Linked DNA regions of Muntiacus reevesi: region 2 is linked to region 1. A link is a contact called in public Hi-C data. All regions are on one chromosome and are shown on one strand. Each heading gives the region's core, a stretch centred on a gene start, on an enhancer-like site or on the middle of the called end of the contact. The rest is flanking DNA. Distances are from core to core; before and after follow the strand shown. Region 1 holds the start of TSC1 (TSC complex subunit 1). Region 2 holds the start of GTF3C4 (general transcription factor IIIC subunit 4).

Region 1 (4,874 bases), core at 2,140-4,639:
GACAATGACAAGGCTGGAGAGGCCAGAGCTGCGAGGGGCCCTGGGGGCTGCTCTCGGAAACTTGGACCCCCAGGAGATGGGTGACCCCTGAAAGCAGGGGGCTGCATGCAGAAAGCTGAAGCAACAGGACCCCTCAAATGGATGACCCTGCGACATTGAAAAGGATGTAATATTGACTAGTGGAGTCCTTCCAAAGGCCTTCAACTCTTATTGCATCTGGAAGGCCTTTTGGGAAGGACAGAAATCCAGCTGAAACTCGCATCAGCCAAAACAGTTTTCGCTTCATGCAACTCAGAAGCCCAGGGTGAAGCTGGCCTCAGGGACTCTACTTTGTAAATTGAGGGGAGAGCAACCAACAGTTCTCTTTTCATCTCTCTCTTTCTCTGTATCTTTTCCATCTTTTGGCTAGCGCGTTCATGGAGCCTGAGGTAGGAGAGGGAGAAACGGAGGGCCACAGCTTTATCCTAGTTCAATGACCCCAGAGGAAAGATAACATCTCTTCCAGCATCAATGTATAAACACTCAGGGAAGTACCCTGATTGGCCCAAATTGGGTCACATGTCCAACTATGCCAATCCTTTTGGCTGGATGCTTGGGATCCAGGACTGGCCAGATGGGTCCAGGTGCCTGAGGTTAATGCTGTGGTCCCAGGAGGGGGAGGGGGAGATGCTGCCCAGGCAAATCGCCGGTGTGCCTCACACACATCAAGTCAGTGCCACCTGCCTCCTAGGGCTCATCCCTTCTGTCTTGTCACCGAGTGTGGACAAGACGGTTGGAGAAAGCCTGGCCAGAAGCTCATGCCATGGAGAAGCTCCAGGAAGGTATATAGAAGATAGCGGTCTGATTAACAGCTGTCTGAGTGCCGAAGAACTGATGCTTCTGAACTGTGGTGTTGGAGAAGACTCTTGCAAGTCCCTTGGACACCAAAGAGATCAAACCAGTCCATCCTAAAGGAAATCAGCCCTGAATATTCATTGGAAGGACTGATGCTGAAGCTCCAATGCTTTGGCCACCTGATGCGAAGAACTGACTCACTGGAAAAGACCCTGATGCTGGGAAACACTGAAGGCAGGAGGAGAAGGGGACGGCAGAGGATGAGATGGTTGGATGGCATCACCGACTCGATGGACATGAGTCTGAGCAAACTCCAGGTGATAGTGAAGGACAGGGAAGCCTTGTGTGCTGCAGTCCAAGGGGTCACATAGAGTCGGACATGACTTAGCAACTGAACAACAAGTCAACGACAAAATCAATCCCAGAAAAGCAGAAAACATGGAGCCAGCCCCTGAGCAGGGGCAGGGCTGCCTCTGCCTTTCCTCCTAGCCTCTTCTCACAAGCCCCTAGCGGTCCATATTGAGAGAACTATTACCATTCTTCTCCCAGATATTGTATAAACAGTAACAGCGCAGTTATGGCCCCCTTGAGGGCCAGGAGCTGATGAGGCTCCTGTATCACTGCTCCCTTCCACGGAGGATAGCATTCCAGCAGGATGAGGTCACTGAGCCAAGAAAGAGGGGGGTGGGGAAAGGGGATTCCTGCGCTGGAGCTCTGGAGTCATGCCCGTCCCTGACTCCATCCCTCCTGATCACTGGGGGATTCAGACTGTGCCCGAATCCTTGTCACAGGCTAATGCCAAGGCAGGAATCTGTTCCTGTGAAATGGTTTGTGGACTAGGGGAACCTAGGCATTCCCCTCTTCTCCTCCAGCCCTTCCATCTCTGGGCCCTAGGCTGGCTATGCTGGGTGACTACACAGAAGTTAGCACCAGGTGGACTGACTCCAGGCAGTGATTGGATGCCGGTTGTGAGAGCATTGATAAATGCTAACAAAACTAACATTTATTGAAATAGGTTCTGTGCTGGCTACGTCTTAAGCTCTCATTGAATTCACCCCAAACCCCCATTCGGTAGGCATCATGATTAATATTAAAACTCCTATGTTGCAGAGGAAGAAACCAAGGCTCAGTTCATTAGCACAATAGCAGAAACCTGTGTTCACACTCCGGTCTGTTGGAACCATCCCGTCCTGGCTTCCCCAGCTGCCTCCAGGCAGTGTTAGGCTGGCGGATTTGCCAGGTCAATGCCCACCTGCCCCGTAAGCCAGGATGGTGATAAAGGCTGTGCACTGCTCAAGGGCCCCCAGGAGAAGTGGGTATGGGCGGCTAAGGGCCCAGATACAGCCTGGGCTCTGCTCACATGGGCTATGGGCCCAGAGAAAAGGCCTTTTTTAATTCTCTTGGGGCCTCTCTGACCCTAAAAGGCTAGCAGCAGTCCTACCTGGGGCCACGCTGGGCCTCCTGGAACCCTGGCCACTCTCACAGTAGGCCCCTTAAGCCGTACACTGCCTTGCCTTGTGACCCAAATGGTTCCCGTGACAAAACTTGTCATTTCCGAAACTCACCCAGAGTTATCCCCAGGCGCTACTAGCTTCTTTTAGCTCTTTCCTTCCCAACGGCCTCTCCCACTTCTATTTCCTAAAACCTGCCTTTCTTTTAAGGCCTAGCTTGATGCGCACTCCTTCAGAAAGGCTTTCAGATGCCTCAGTTAGACTGCGGCCTCTCTCACCCTGCACCGGATCGGTCACAGCGCTCACCACAACCTGCCTTCGGGGACCATCATCTTGGGAGCATTTACCCTGCATGGGTCACGGTGCTTCAAACGCCCTCCACACTTTATGTCCCTGAATCCTCACTCCACTCGGGTTACTATGCCCATTTCACAGAGAAAGAAACCAAGGCTCAAAGGGCTTCAAAACTTGCCCAGGTTCACACAGCTAGGAAGGGAGCAGGGCAGGGACTGAATGAAGGGGCTGGGCTTTGAAAGCGGCCGCTCTGATTAGGGTGGGTTCCCCCAGGTGTCGTGACCGGGTGTCTGAAACGCTAGCAATCTGAGGGGCAGAAGGCAGTGTGTTTCTCCGCAGGCCCTTCTCCCACGGGGGCCCCACTGGCTCCTTGGGAAACAAGATGGAAGATCTGCGGTCAGGCACAAGGGAGACCCTCGGTCGGGGAGAACCCGCGTGTGCGCGCCTCGGGAACGCAGGAGGCGCCCCAACCACACCCAGCGCGGACAACTTGTTTACGCCTCTTGCGCGGCCCCTCCCGCCCGGCCCGGGTCACGTGACCACCGCCCCGCCCCTCGCTCTCTCGCGTGGCTCCTCCTCGCCGCGCCGGCCCTTCTTTTTGCCTCCTTCGGAGTCACAAGATCTCTCAGCAGCTCCCTTTCGGAATCCTTCCGCCCGTCCCCGCCTCCCCACCCCCCCGACACCCCCTACCTTACAACTCTTCTTGGCTCTTTCTCGACCGGTTAGCACCACCAGTAATGAGCAGAACGGCCCCTTCTTTCCAAAGGGGCAGGCGACCACGGTCAACGGTCGTCGGGTTCGAGAGCGAGGCGCGGCACGGCTGGGGACTCTTTTTCGTGGCGGAGGCTGCAGCTACCGTGGACATTTCACGACGGGGGGGAGGTGCTGTACGTCCAAGATGGCGGCGCCCTGTAGGCTGGAGGAACTGTGAGGTAAACAGCTGAGGGGGAGGAGACGGTGGGTGAGTATGGGGGTGTCGCCCCTTCCTTTTCGCGGGGGTCTTCTCGGGGCAATCCCGGCACCATGACCCCAGTCTGGGAAGCCCTGTAGGGCTGGGGCAAGGCACTCACTTGCCGGGGAAGGGACCCCGGGAAGGGGGGGTTCGGGGAGCTTTCCCCTCCCTCTTATTACTCGCTATTTCCGACGGGGCCTGATGGGGCTTGGCGGGTTTCTGGGGGAAGAGAGGAGGCCCCGGTCGGCACTTGGCCCCTCCTCGGCGGCGGAGGGGACCGCTGCATCCCCCCCCCCTCCCCCGCCCCCGGGCTGCGGTGCCGAGGACAGGGGGTGAAGTGGGCCGCTTTGCCAGCCTCTTGCTCGGTGGGGTGACAGGTTCCCGCAGGGTGCGGAGAGCCGAGGAGAGACCGGTCCGGATTGAGGGGTCGGGGCTGGTGCCAGGGCTTGATGAGAGGGGTCGGGGTGGGGGGGAGGGGAATGAATGGAGTCTGCCTGTGGGCCTCGGGGACCTGCCCGGACTCGGTGTCTCCGCTGAAATTTGCATGAGCGTGTGTGCCTAGCTCCAGGTGTGCTTCTGGGTGTTTAATTGGTGTTGAAAGACAGTTACCTTCCAGCCGGCAGAAGTGATTCTTAAGAGACAGCTATTTGCAGAGCCACTCCTAGACGCTCATTCATTCATTTGAGGAACTGGAGGATGAAGAACCGGCAGTCAGAGAGCCCTTTGAGAATTAAAGCTGTTTCTTTGTGTTTCCTGGTAGAGAGTTTTGCTTCGGGCGTTCTAGGTTTGGAGGGGTGGGGGTGGGGGCCTTGGAGGGGGCGCGGTCCTCCTGACACCAGCAGCTTGTTGATGGAGCACGCACTGTGGAAGGGTTCCGCAGTCGTCACCTCCTTTAGCCCTCGCGACAGAGGGGAGAGGCAGCCACCGGGAGTCCCTCCCATTTCTCAGATGAAGAAACTGAGGCTCAGAGACTAGGGTACCGTGCCCCAAGGTCACGCCTCTAGGATTCTGTGAGCCGGGATGGGAACTGGAGTTTGACTGATTCCAAGACTGCGCTCCTGTCTTTGTTTGTACTTAACATGATTCGCGTTTATCTATTATTTGATCAGATCTAACTTGTCATTCTTTCTGATCAGGTGATTAGAGTTAATCAGTTGGCCAGGGTTTGTGCATAAGTGCCTGTGTGTGCGTGCTTAATTTTGAAGAGGGGCCCACTTGCTTACATACCTTAGCTTTTGTTTGGGATGGCAGTGTTGTGACTATAAACAAGGTAGTCTAAATTAGGCTGGAAAGTATTTGATGTTTTCATAAAACCAATGCGTTTACTGCAGAAAGAAGCCGTG
Region 2 (5,162 bases), core at 2,123-4,622, 230 kb after region 1:
TAACTGTGTATTTTCCTGAAAAAAACTCATCATCTAAATAATGATCAGAGCAAAAGCTTCAAAGAGGTTTAGCATCTAGCCTCTAGCATTTAGTATCACTAAAACTGTGATCTAGGTTGCAGGAGTCCATCTTCCTTGTTGGAGCAAACTGGACAGCACCAAAGAGATTTCAATCCACAGGGACTGTCAGTGGGCAGTGTCATCAAAGTACAGACAGAGACTTCCTTACATTTCCACCATTACTCCAGTTTTATCCCACAGAGGCCTCTCTCACAACTGCAGGGACATCTTGGCCTTCGTTTCCCCGGCAGGGCCTGCGAATAAGACTGCCAACCGACTGGTGCTTTCTGTGAGGCGCACACCAAAGCAGAAGGGGAAGACACCACTGACTAATTTCAGTAAAGCAATCGATTACTAGAGGGATATATAAGGATTTCCTACTACTCATTTTCCAGTTGTGGAACCAATGACAAGAATCAAATTTTTATCAGAATACAGTGATAAGAAATAACTGTGTATCCATAGCCAAAGCATTAAGCCAGATCCCTTCCCTCATACGTGCATGACTGTTTTCTAACCTGAGCATTTACAGTGTGCCAGGAACTGTGCAAAGTAACCACACGTGTACATATGGATATATCAGCATACATATATCCACATATGGTAATATATTTTAACTTAATCTTCTAAAGATGCTAAACAAAGTAGGCTTTATTATCCTTTTATAGATAGACCCGGCTTGCTATCTTGTGCCAAAGTGTAATCTCTTAACCCCTGTTTTATGCTGACTCCAACAATCACCTACTTGCTTCTGGTCCAGCGGGAGTCACATTCCTGCACCACACCAGGTCAGTCCTCGTCTATGATGCTGTAACAGCACCTCAGGGCTTCCTCAACTGAAGTCAACCATCTCAGACTGACCTTCCAAGTTCCCAAACTGACCTCACTTTACTGTCTCTGACTCTCTAGGAAAGCTACTTGACCTCAGCTGTGAACCCAGCATCATTTACACAAGCAACCAGAAGCTGTGTTCATGACTTATGTGTCTGTGCACAAGATGGGCACCTTATTCCTGGCACTTGGATGACCCCTTCCTCCCTTCTTTTTACAACCCAAACCCTACTTTTTTTTTTTTTTTTAGGTCTGCAGCAGATTCACCACCAAATAACCTTCCCTGATAAAAGCATCTCGGTTCAGCATTCCTTCACTTCTTTAGATTCTCTCTGCTGAAGCATTAAGTCTACCACACTGAGACATACACTTAAAATTTTCTCTAGCTGATGTGCATATGGTTAGTAACAGTAAGTTCCTTTTCAGCAAAGGATACACCTTTTAAAACCCTTCTGTTCTGCCTCCCTCCTTGAGTGTTTCTCAGTTTCATAGGATCACCAACATCTATTCATCTGACTGGTTTATCAGTTGAGTTGCTCAGGCGTGTCAGACTCTTTGCGACCCCATGGACAGTTGCAAGCCAGGCTTGCCTGTCCATCACCAACTTCCAGGCGACTGGCTTATACTTGAATCAATTTGTTCACACCTTGTCCAAGATCTTTGAAGGTTTAGTCCCATACAAACTTATCAATGATCTAATTAAACATCAAACTGTCACTTTCAAACTTGGATTAAGTATGCTAAAAAGGGGTGTGGGTTCTCTGCACCCCATTCAGTTACTGATCTATATTTTAAATGGCTTGGCAGAGTAGTTTTTTTTTTAAAACTTCACATTCACAGAAATACTTTCTCTGTATATAGATACATATTACAACTTATCACTACCTATTATTACATTGTTATTTGTTTCTGACCTGTCAAAAGAATGAATGCAAACTCCTAGAGGACAGAGATTTTTTGTTTTTGTTTTTGTACAATGTTTTACTTCTGGAGCCTAGATTGATGTCTAGCTGATACATTGTTGCTGTTGTTTCAGTCACTAAGTCCTACCAAATCCTATCCCACCCTTTGGTAACCCCATGGATTGTGTAGTCCCCCAGGCTCCTCAGTCCATGAGATTTCCATAGTGGTATTCAAAGATGTGTTGAGAGAATGAACATACACTTTGATAATCATACATATACATACAGACCTATAAAGGAAACAGTAATAAAGTTTTAATATTTTTAAACCATTAAAATGAACAACACGACTTCCTACTTTGAAACATTTGGAAAATGGTGATGATCGAACAATAAAACTTTAGCAGCTTTAAAGTTCTGAAGGCAAACTTAGTTAATATGAAGCCAAAAGCACTAATCTACACGAAGCATTAAATCTATACGAAGATCTTAAGTTTAAGAGCTACACTTATTTTCAGAAGCTTTATTTTTCATTCTACACCCCAAAGCCTTTTCGTTATTGAAGAAAAACTGGAGGACTAACCCCCGACATCCAGGATCTATCATCTCCCCAAGATGAGAAAGACCACTCATATAACAAAGTCACTGAAACAGTAACAAAGCAAACAAAACAAAACAAAACAAAAACACCCCACACCAATTTTCTCTCTTCCAAAGCCAAGGAGGCGGAAGAGGAGGGCACATCACAGTAAACAAAGCCAGCCAGGAGCCTCGGGGAGCAGGCCCCAGACAATAGGAGCGGGTGGCAGAGGCAGGTCTGGGGCTGGGTCAACAGGGGGTGGAGCCTCAGAAAGCACCAAGGGAAGAAATCTGCGCCAGCAGCCGGCCAGACGCCGGGCCACAGGGAGAACTCGGCTCCAGAGAGGGACCTTCCGAAATGTATCTGTCTCGGGAGTGGGTGGGCGATCCGGGAAACTGGGCATACACGGCGGGTTCCCCCCCCACCCCCCCACTTAAGCTACGGCGGCGACCCTAAAGACTCAGTGCGAGGAGGCGGGAATCCCCGGCCGAGGCGTGGGCCCGGGGATTCCCCCAGGGACCCGCGGGGACGTGGCCGCGGGGGGGGGGTGGTGGAGAGAGGGAGGCGGGCAGGAGACCCCAGAGCCCGGGGCGGCAGGCATGACTTACTTTGAGGAAGCAGCTGTGGAGAGGCGCGGGCACCGATGTGCGGTGGATAACCAGGTCCTGGCCCGGGTTGTGCACGTCGCAGATGAGTTCCAGCACGGCGATGCTGCGGGCCGTGGACACCGACACGCGGTGGTCCTCGGACCACGCCAGCGGCTCCAGGCCGCTCACCGCGTACTGCAGCCTCACCGCCGGCTCCCGCCGAGTCACCAGGAGGCGGAATGCCGTGCTGGGCCCTGGGGCCGCGTCCGCCGCCGGCTCCTTCCCGCCCGCCTCAGAGCCCTCCACCTCCTCGGGCGGCGCGGGCCGCTCGGCCGCGGGGCCCACCCGGGTTAGGGCCGTATTCATCTCTCCTCGGAGGCAGAGGCCGGGCTCCCGGGCGCGCGCCAACCTCCCCCTCCTCCTCCTCCTCCCCGCCCCGCTCCGCCCCGCCCCGCCCCGCGTTGCAGTCCAGTTGCCGCCTCCCGCACCGCGGCCTCCGCCGGGCCCCCAGATTTCCTCAGCGGCGGTTTTCTCCCCCTGAGGCCCGGAGCGCCGCCGAGCCACGAAGGACCCCGCCGTTGCTAGGCAACCCAGCCCCTGCCGGGTGGCCAAGGCGCTGCCTGTAAAAAAAATAAATTAAAAATATCTCACCTTGTGGTGGGGCCGGATCGCGGGTGGGCGAGGGGCAAGGAGTCCCCCCCACCCCCGCCCCCGGCTCCTGACAACTAAAGTGCTGAGGAGAGTCAAAGGAGGAGGCGCTGGTTCGATGGGACACGCCTCTCCTCGTTCCTGAGAGGAATTTCAAAAGAACGTCAAGGGCAATCACTCTGGGGTTCGGTGTGACTTGGCATCCCCCCATCCCCCGGCACAAGCCGCGCCACGAGGGACGGCCCTGTGGCCCGGGGCGCCGCGGCTCCGGCCGCTAGTGGCGCGGGCCCCTTCGTGAGGGGGGCGGGGGCCCTCAGAAAGCGCGCGCGGGCGCGCAGGACTCGGCGGGACAGCTACAGCGGGGTCCTCGCGCGCGTCCACGTGGGGTCTAGCAGCGCCTCGCTCCGGGTTTCGCGAGATCCGGACGCGCCTCTCTGTCGACATGGCAGCCGTCAGCGGAGTGCTTCCTCAGGTCCCCGAGCCCCGGGCCGCCGTCTTCAGAACCTTCTCCAAACCCCGCCCGGCCCACGCGAGGCGGGTGAGTTCTGATCCGGTTTTCCAGATGCGTTCGCTCCCGGGGGGGTGGGGGGGGTGGGGCCTCCGAGCGCCGGGAAGCTGCCGTTCAGGCCTTCTCCGTCGGGATTCGAATTAATTTCGCGGAGTTGAGGTGGGGAAAAGTCAGACATCGGGCAGCTCCGGGAGGAGTCGCTGAACCGCGCGTGTCTTAAGAGCCGCCACGACCCGTGCAGACGCGCTCGGAGCGGGAGCGGAGCGGGCGGAGGCGGGCGGAGCTGGCTGGGGCCGCTTGTTAGTTGAAGGCGGGGATAAGAGACTTGTCACCCGAAGTTAAAAACGGACTCTCGGGGCGTTGAGTCCCTCAGTAGCCCCGTCTTCTAATCTTCTCTCAGCTACTCTTAAGGGTCAGTTTGTTTCGGGAATGAGGACTGGAGACTAGAAATTTCTTTGAAGAGTGTTCGAAACCGAGATATACATCGGCGCGCCATGAAGGGTTGGGGGGCGGGGAAGAAAAATACAACTCATCAATACAATATCTTCGTTAGAGAGGCAAAGATGCCTGAAATTTAGCCCAAACCAGAGCAGAAAATTGGTTTTTAGGGCTGACTTAGCTCCTAGCTAAGAGGAGGAATACAGGACAGAAAATCTGTTGAAAAATCTTGTCTTAATGACCAGAAGGATACAGTTTGCTGCCAAGAAAAGTGTGCGTATGTGTGTGTCTTCTCAAAAACGCATCATTTAATGCCATTGAAAATTTTTTTGTCAGAGTTCGGTTCAGTTCCTTTCAACCAGTATAGCGCCGCTGAAGTTACTTGAGTTCACATCAGCTCATAGCAAATGTCTGGTTTATTGTCTAGACTTTTTTCGTGGTTATCAAGTTTAGGATTTAGAGGCTTGTGAGTAAAACTTTTCGGCTGGGCGATGTTGTGGCTTCATCTATACTGAAGGGGGAGGGAAGTACAAAAGAGTCAGTTGGGCACAGGGGATTTGGAATAATAGGACAGACCTGGGATTGGATGAGAGCGTTGCAACATGGCT

What was found. Hi-C and Micro-C count contacts between places; a contact is called where the count stands out from the background.
Region 2: a contact with region 1 is called in a Hi-C map of muscle, with 5 times the contacts expected there. The contact joins the promoter of GTF3C4 here to the promoter of TSC1 in region 1. A contact is called at or near these places in 2 of 3 Hi-C or Micro-C datasets (blood and muscle).

Annotation. Positions count from the first base shown.
Region 1 is chr3:3,739,294-3,744,167 of mMunRee1.1, forward strand. TSC1 (TSC complex subunit 1) reads left to right here and starts at 3,390. Exons shown (of 23, transcript XM_065928179.1): 1 at 3,390-3,511.
Region 2 is chr3:3,974,244-3,979,405 of mMunRee1.1, forward strand. It overlaps GTF3C4 (general transcription factor IIIC subunit 4), which reads right to left and starts at 3,373. Exons shown (of 5, transcript XM_065928188.1): 1 at 2,982-3,373. The coding sequence starts at 3,326. It overlaps DDX31 (DEAD-box helicase 31), which reads left to right and starts at 3,895. Exons shown (of 20, transcript XM_065928189.1): 1 at 3,895-4,146. The coding sequence starts at 4,051.